Linked DNA regions of Gossypium arboreum: region 1 is linked to region 2. A link is a contact called in public Hi-C data. All regions are on one chromosome and are shown on one strand. The core of a region is the stretch at or near the end of the contact, and the rest is flanking DNA. Distances in the headings are between cores, read along the strand shown.

Region 1 (4,112 bases), core at 183-2,682, 140 kb before region 2:
AATTATGGTAAAGTTATATCTTGAAAAACACCAAGTAGTAGTGATGAATGATGCGTAATCAAATTCATTGGTGAATGGCAAGCTACAATTTTATTTTTTTTTATCACTATCAATATCTTTGTTTTAATAAAATTCTAATTCTTCATAAATATTATATTTTTGACAAATGTTTTGTTTTATTCCGTCTTACGATTTAAATCTAAATTGGGTAAACATATATTCTTAATCTAAAAGTAACAAATTGCCACTAAAAATTAAATTTATTCTTCAACCTCATATTTTTATCTTACATTACAATTGTACAAATTCGGATGCAGAAGACAAGCACGCGGGGAGGTTGCATCTTCACACTGATACTCAAAATAAATAAATAAAAAGCTCAACTTTTTATTTTAGTCCTTATATTATACTCAAATTTGATATAATTGAGTTTTTTTATTTTTATTCGCGTTACTCATTAGCTTAGTCCAAATAGCTAACACTGAACGACCATTCCAATTTATCACAATAACTTAAGTCTTTTTTTATGAAAAGAGATATTTTGATTCCATCATTTTAATTAGAATAGATAACATCTTCATTTGGGATAAATAATGACATTATTAGAGAAAGTTATGTGAAATTAAAAGTAAAGGATTAAATTTCTAATTTAAACATAGCACAAGGACCAAATCCAAATTAACCAAAAATTGAAAACAGATAAAGAGTTTTGGTTGAAATGGTCATTGGATACCTGACTTTGTGAACTTTATTTTCCTTAGTACATTGTTATACTGTGATTAAGACTTTCCTTTGTTCTCTCTCTTCTTGTCCTTCCCTGTGACTTTGTCCCCTTCTTTAAGGACAATTTTTCTTATTTTTTTTTCCCTCAAATCGCTGTTAGTATTTAGTACCTATTACCTTCTTCAAAAGCCATGAGAAGATTAACAATAGAAATGCTTATAAAATCATTTTATTAATTAAGTAGTCTCGTATGGACACAGGTCTGCTCACTCACTTTAAAACTGTTGTCCTCTATTTTTTTTAATTACAATAATATAATAAAATTCAAATAATAAATACAATTAATATGACTCGAATTTAAATTATATCTACAGTAATAAATATTTTTAGCCATCATGTCATCACTCTAATTTTCTTTAGTTGTTTTGTTGAAGCTAAAGTACAAAAATAAGGACCGGGATTCTTGCCTTCTGTTTTTCTTAATATATTAGAAAAATAAAGGAAAATTTAATGTAATAATCATGATGTTTGAAAAGGGTTTTAGTAATTACGTGTCTATAAATTAAGTAAATTAGAAAGCAAGGAAAAAAAAGAAGAAATAATTCAGACATTGAAGAAATGTTTCCCATGAAAAATTGTCCTAAAAAGAAAAAGGAAAATAAAAGAAGCCATGAGATGGGGGTTAAGGGCATAATAATGGCCATTCAAATGGAGTTGGTTTAAGGTTTCCCTTTAGGGGTCAAACGATCAAACCCTGACTCATGCAAGAGGAGGGGTGGTCCCTGCTTCCAAAGCCAGTGGCAGTGACCGGCCCTCACCAAGCAACCGCCCACTGGTTTGAAACCGCTCGCCTAGTATAGAACTTGTAGGTTCCACACTCATAGCCTATTTGGGTCAATCTAGCAAAGCCAAATGTTAACATAAAAGAAAATTTTGACCCATCTCCCCCTTTTTTTATGTTTTGTTTATTTAACAATGAACTTGGGATTAGTGATTCCAAGGACCATGTTCTGTCAGTGACCAAAAAAAGAAAAAAGCTAACATAAACACAAACAATTTGGACAAAGCAAACGACACCCTTGCTTTTGTAATTTGTAATTGCTAATTTCCCAGGCATTAACGAATATATCCCTTCCCACAATCACATTTAAAATCTTTATTGATTGAACATATAAGAGACATTTTATTTTAAGGATAGTTCAGTATCTGAGTTCTAACAGGAAACGACTTTCTTTCATGTTTTTAAAACAGAAACCATTTTCTGGATGATGCTTTGTGTTTACAGCAAGAAAGATACACAGAGAGACAAGTATTGGAGCAAGTGAAGAGATTAGAGGACCCTACTGCTTAATTTTTGGCGGGCAGCAACGGTCACTTTCAATGATTTCTCTTTGGTGATTCTTTTTTTCTCTCAATGACCCAACTAAGCCTTATTGCTAGATAGCTTAGCTAGAGAAAGAGGACCTTATTCTCCTTCCATAGAGAGAAAAAAAAGAAAAATTCTTTCCTCTTCTTCCAATTGTCTACCTTGCGGTGTCTTCTTAGGTGGTTGGGCTGAAAGGGAAATTTGCAGATCTCATTCATATGAAGAGATCTTTCAGTGTAAGTTGTTTGATCGTTGCCTTTTCCTTTCTGACTTTCTATTTTGTTGTTTTGGGAATTTTTTTTTTTTTTACTTGTCTTGTCTGAATGGGTCTTTAACTATTAATATGTTCCTAGTCTTTCTGGTACAACACAAAGTTGTTGGTGTTCGAACAAGATCTGAAGAAACTGTTTAAAATGTGTTATGGCAGGACAGTGTGATTCATCTACATTCTTTTGTACACGTTACAAAATTTGATTTAAGGCAACGGCTGGGATCTAAATGAGCAAGAGTGTTCTTGTTTTTTAGCTTTCATGGAGTGTTGTAGGCAACTAGTTGTGGTGAGCAAATGCTATTTGCTTCTTCCCTTTTTGATTGGCTGTGGTTTCTCTTAGCCAAGTTAGCCCTTTTTTTTAGTAAAATGAAGTTCAATTGCTTACTTTGATGTCAATCTGCTAGTTTTATGCCATAAAATGTGTGAGTCACTTGTTGTCCATGACTCGACTGATAAAGTTATTGCATGTTTCTTATTTCCTATTTTCAGGCTTCTTTTGGTTCTCTTTGATGTTAATATGGCTTTCATTTTTCTTTTGTTACTTATTAGCTAATTTGCCCATTCATGATCAATTCTGAAAACCTTTCATTTCAGCTGGTGGATGTGCTACTGGTACTTGCATTTTGCGGTCATATTGCATGGACTGTCAAGGCCAGCTCACAATGCAAACGGGCTCTTTCACGGGAGATTCGGCCTCACAGTGTCGCTATTACCGAATTTGGTGCAGTCGGAGATGGTGTCACTCTCAATACCAAAGCATTTCAGAATGCCATCTTCTACCTCAATTCATTTTCTGACAAAGGTGGGGCCAAGCTTTTTGTCCCAGCTGGCCGGTGGTTGACAGGAAGCTTTGATCTCATCAGTCACCTAACTTTGTGGTTAGATAAGGATGCAGTGATTCTTGGATCAAATGTAAGTCATTACCAACTTATTTAAAAAGAACATTTACTCATAAGATGTGATAAAAAGGACATCGCATCTAGAAATTTTGTTGCGTATGGGATTCAATCTGTTGTCACAATGATTGATGATGGAGAATACGCATTCGAGCTATTTATAAGCAAATCAATGTTTATATGAGAACATACTAAATCAATAATGCGAGAATGGCATCTCATTTGTGATCATTGATGCTTCGTGGCTTGTCTATGCCCCAAATTCAACTGAGCATACCACCCTAGATGCTTTCTCATCACATAGTATATTGTTTCAGAATCCTGATGATTGGCCAGTTGTTGATCCTCTGCCTTCCTATGGCCGAGGTGTGGAGTTACCTGGTGGAAGGCATCGAAGCCTTATATATGGTCGCAATTTGACTGATGTAATCATAACAGGTTAGTAACATGGATGAAAAATCATGTTCCATGAGCATTTGGTTTTCTTTCATTGATGCCATTGGTTCTTCATGCAGGAGATAATGGAACTATTGATGGACAAGGCAGTGTTTGGTGGAACTGGTTTCAGCGTAAAACTCTGGACTATACTCGGCCCCATCTGGTGGAGTTGATGAACTCAACTGGGGTTGTCATCTCAAACTTGACTTTCTTGAACTCTCCCTTTTGGACCATCCACCCAGTCTACTGCAGGTTTGTGGCCTTCTATAATATTAGCAACGCCCTTCCTTGAATGTTGCTGTTAAATTGTTTAGGTTACCATTTTTTATAGCAGAACTTTCATGAGTGAAAGCATTTTATCAATTAAGTTGAGATTCTTTTTTTTCTTGATGAACAGCCATGTCATAGTCCAGAATGT
Region 2 (4,005 bases), core at 618-3,117:
ATATCTGGATTATATTTAGAATTGAAAATAATGTCTTCCAATATTAATTTTTTATCTACAAAATTCAAGAAAAATAAATATGGGAATAAAAGCTGAATATGGATGAATATATTTAATTCTATTTTTAAAAAATAATTGTCAAATTCGATTATTTATAAATGGGTCCAATGTATAATTGATGTTAAGGTACTGTATTGCCTCCTGTGATCAATACTTTGTAATCTTTTTTTATCAAGATTCCCCCAATGGGTTTCATATTTCAAAGCGGGCCATGGCCAGGACAGCTAATGATTTGGAATAAAAATTTGATGAATTCCTTGTTATCTTTCAAGTCATAAGCTTGATTTAATTAAAAACTAAAGGGAGGTTTATGAAAATTTTAGTTTAATCTATCTGTTCATGATTTTGATAATCTCTTAGAAAAAAACAATTGAATTTCGCTTTTATCGTAAATGGCTAAAGGATTAGGAAGGTTTAAATCTGGATTAATTCACTAAATTAAAATTTCTACATATAAAATGGTCCACACTAATGATATTTTACTCTTCCTATGAATTAAAATATTGAGCTTCTGGGAATTATGCGGTCTGTCATGCACTCATGCTGTAAACTTCTAATCATTAAGGATAAATATAAAATTAACCTCCAAACCCAATCATTTTTTGTACTTAAATTTTTATGTTCATATTGATAATTAAATAAGTTTTCTTGCAGAAATTGACTTCATATAGTTTAATACCCTAATCAAATTTATGTATATTTAAATCTAACGTGGTGATTATATTTGAAGAAGCTTTTGTATATTTTGTGTGCAAGACGTAGGGGTAGGTTTAATGAAAGGAACATGCCATAGAAACTGAGTTTAAGGCTGCATTAATTAGAAAAATTATGATAAACGTGAAAAAGTTGTCCTATGATTTATCTGCTAAATGCTTTGAATCTTGAAAAGTCCAACCTTACGGTTGGATTTTGATTCATGAGTAGTTTGATATTGACAGTTTCTTTGGTCCCAGAAGTTTTTGTAGTGTGTGTACCTTCTGCATTCAAATGTAGCACCACTATTAGGCTACATATATATATGTGAAGTATGAAGTGAGAAACTAGGACAACATAGCAATATATAGCAAAATCTGTCAAAAAAAAAAAATAGTGATTGGAGAAAGGGTGATGCAGTAAGGTCAGAAACATGTACAAAAGTGGTGGGGGTGGCCTGGAAATAGTGGTTTATTTTATTTTATTTACCAATGTCAGTAAAAAGAGTTGAATTGTAGTTATGAATTGGTAACAAAATTTGGGTGTTGCCTTTTCTTTTGGTCTAATATAGTTGCAGTTTTTGTTACTGGGAATGTGTTAGCAGATAAAATACAAACGTATGTATAAAATATAGATGAAAGACGGCATGCTTTTTTTCATCAGTTTCTGAAATTGGGTCATTTCCGTGTCAAAGAAAACCATTAATGAGAGAGGATGAAAAAGGGAAACAAATGAGAACAAGTCTCAAATATCACAATTCGGAAAGAAGGTATTTGTGGAGTAAGTTTATAACACTTGGTGGGATTCATCAGTTTCAGGAAAGCCATTGTTAATTCTCAGAAAATGAACAAAATAATTTATTTCTTTCCACGGAATGATGAAGCCTTTTCAATGCCATTATGATTCCAAAAGAAAAGAAAGCTAGTACAGTAAAAGAAAGGAGCTGATACCAGTATCAACTATCAACAATGTTTTTACTTTTGGGGGCCGGGGTTAAAACAGAATTTACTGTGATTAGTCTCCATTGACTTAAACTTTTACCATGTGGACTAGGGTTGAAGTTAAAAGCATGGGGTTATAAGTTCATGATTATAATCAGAACTTTCTGTTTTCATCTCAGGAAAAATGCCCCCACCATCCCTTCACAAGACATTAATTCTCAGAGACACATGCAACCTTAAGTCTATTAACTTATGGTTGTTTTAGTTGAGATGAAATTCAAAGTTAAAAGCTGTTTTTTTTTTTAAAAAAAAAGGGGAAATTGAGTTACCTAGCCCTGGATCAACCAAGGTGGGGTTGTGAGAAAGTATAATACCATATTGAGTACGACTTTTCCTTGGGGAGAGCTTCCTCTTTATATTAAATTCAACTCCTTTCACAGCTGCTACTTCATTTTCGAGCCCTTCTTTTATATCAAAATCCTCTCTTTGTCTGTTACATTTTCTTTTTTCTTACCAAAGCATTCCAAAAACAACTGTTCATAGCTACAATTTTCACCTAGGATTCACCAAAGTTTTCTGTTTTGGGAAAGGTCTTTTGCTCTCCCTCCTTTACAATTAGTGTCTGGTCTCAAAATGGGGAGGCACTCCTGCTGTTACAAGCAGAAGCTAAGGAAAGGTCTTTGGTCCCCTGAAGAAGATGAGAAGCTGTTGAGGCATATTACAAAGTACGGCCATGGTTGCTGGAGCTCTGTCCCTAAACAAGCTGGTAAATTCAACTTCTTTTTCTTTTTTCATGTTTGTGTTCTTCCTTAAATCATACATTCATGAATTGACGCTTCCATGGCAGGCCTGCAGAGATGTGGAAAGAGCTGCAGATTAAGGTGGATTAATTACTTAAGGCCTGATTTAAAGAGAGGCACATTCTCACAAGAAGAAGAGAATCTCATAATCGAACTTCATGCAGTTTTGGGGAATCGGTATTCTCTTTCTTTCTCTCATTTGAATTAATTTTCTGTTGATTTTTTTTACAGAAATCAGTAAAACATTCTTTGCTTTATATGTTGGTTGGAATTGGATCCTCAGGTGGTCCCAAATAGCAGCGCAATTGCCAGGAAGAACCGACAATGAAATTAAAAATCTATGGAACTCTTGCTTGAAGAAGAAGCTTAGGCAGAGAGGCATTGACCCTGTCACTCACAAGCCGCTCTCTGAGGTTGAAAATGGAGAAGACAACAACAAGAGTCAACACAAAAACAGCCTGGACATGGTATCCGGGGCATCTAGTGAATTGAAGCTCAACACCGACAACCTTAATCCTGGAACAACTTTATATGAACAAAGACCAACGTCATCAATTACTGCACCAGCACCAGGTTATCAGTTGGAAATGGAAGGCTGTTCCAGCTCCAACAATCTGATGACATCAACAACCCGCAAAGACTTGTTCCTTGATAGATTCGCAAGCACAGCCACCACTACCAACAGCCAGCCTTGTGATTTCATGCCTCATTTTCCGGTTCAGCAATTGAGCTACGCATCAACCAACCCAAGGCTCTCACCCTGGTTCTCCCAGTCTGAGTTTTCTTCAATTTCCATGTCTACACTTCTCCCACCATTGACAACCTCACCATTCCTTTCCTCTCCTATAGGATTCAACCCTTCTGTCACACTTCCCTCTCACACTCCTTCAATGCCTTCCTTTACTGTTAACAACAGTTACACTTGGGGAATGGCAGATTGCAGCACATCAGAGAAAGAAGAAGCTCCAATCCATCTAATGGAAACCCAACCCGACGAAATGAAATGGCCGGAGTATCTCAATAACCCATTATTAATGGCGGCTGCTTTGCAAAATCAAGCACCACAATCCAGCTTATACAATATCGAGATAAAATCGGAAACACATTGCTCAACGAATACTAAGAGTTTATCAAACAGTATGTGGCCTCAAAATCAACAGCCGCAGCAGCAACAAGAAGGTTTACAAAATTCCGATGTGTGCGCTAAGGATATCCAGAGACTTACGACAGCTTATGGACATATTTAGCTCTGCCTTTTTTTCATATCAGGTGTGTACCATAGTTTTTCTTTTTCCTTCATATCTAGTGTATATAAGTACGATACACAAAATTCGTCACCTCTGGTTTGGACCAGTTGTGAGCCAAAAAAAAAAAAAAAACAATCATATGGTAAGCTTTTTCGTCCATTCTTTTTGTGTGGGTGTGAGGTAGAACTGCAGAATAAGGCTTGTTTTAGTGTCTTTTTACTCTTCATTGCCTGGTTGCATATGGCCATATTTGTGTATTAGAAT

Evidence for each region. A called contact is a pair of places that touch in the nucleus more often than the background predicts.
Region 1: a contact with region 2 is called in a Hi-C map of leaf, with 4 times the contacts expected there. The contact joins the promoter of LOC108467840 here to the promoter of LOC108468994 in region 2. A contact is called at or near these places in 2 of 5 Hi-C or Micro-C datasets (both in leaf).

Annotation. Positions count from the first base shown.
Region 1 is chr8:32,840,033-32,844,144 of ASM2569848v2, reverse strand. LOC108467840 (probable polygalacturonase) reads left to right here and starts at 1,432. Exons shown (of 8, transcript XM_053018141.1): 1 at 1,432-2,325; 2 at 2,517-2,646; 3 at 2,955-3,272; 4 at 3,574-3,694; 5 at 3,772-3,946; 6 at 4,092-4,112. The coding sequence starts at 2,620.
Region 2 is chr8:32,698,388-32,702,392 of ASM2569848v2, reverse strand. It overlaps LOC108468994 (transcription factor MYB61-like), which reads left to right and starts at 1,867. Exons shown (of 3, transcript XM_017769866.2): 1 at 1,867-2,460; 2 at 2,542-2,671; 3 at 2,778-4,005. The coding sequence starts at 2,328. The coding sequence ends at 3,741.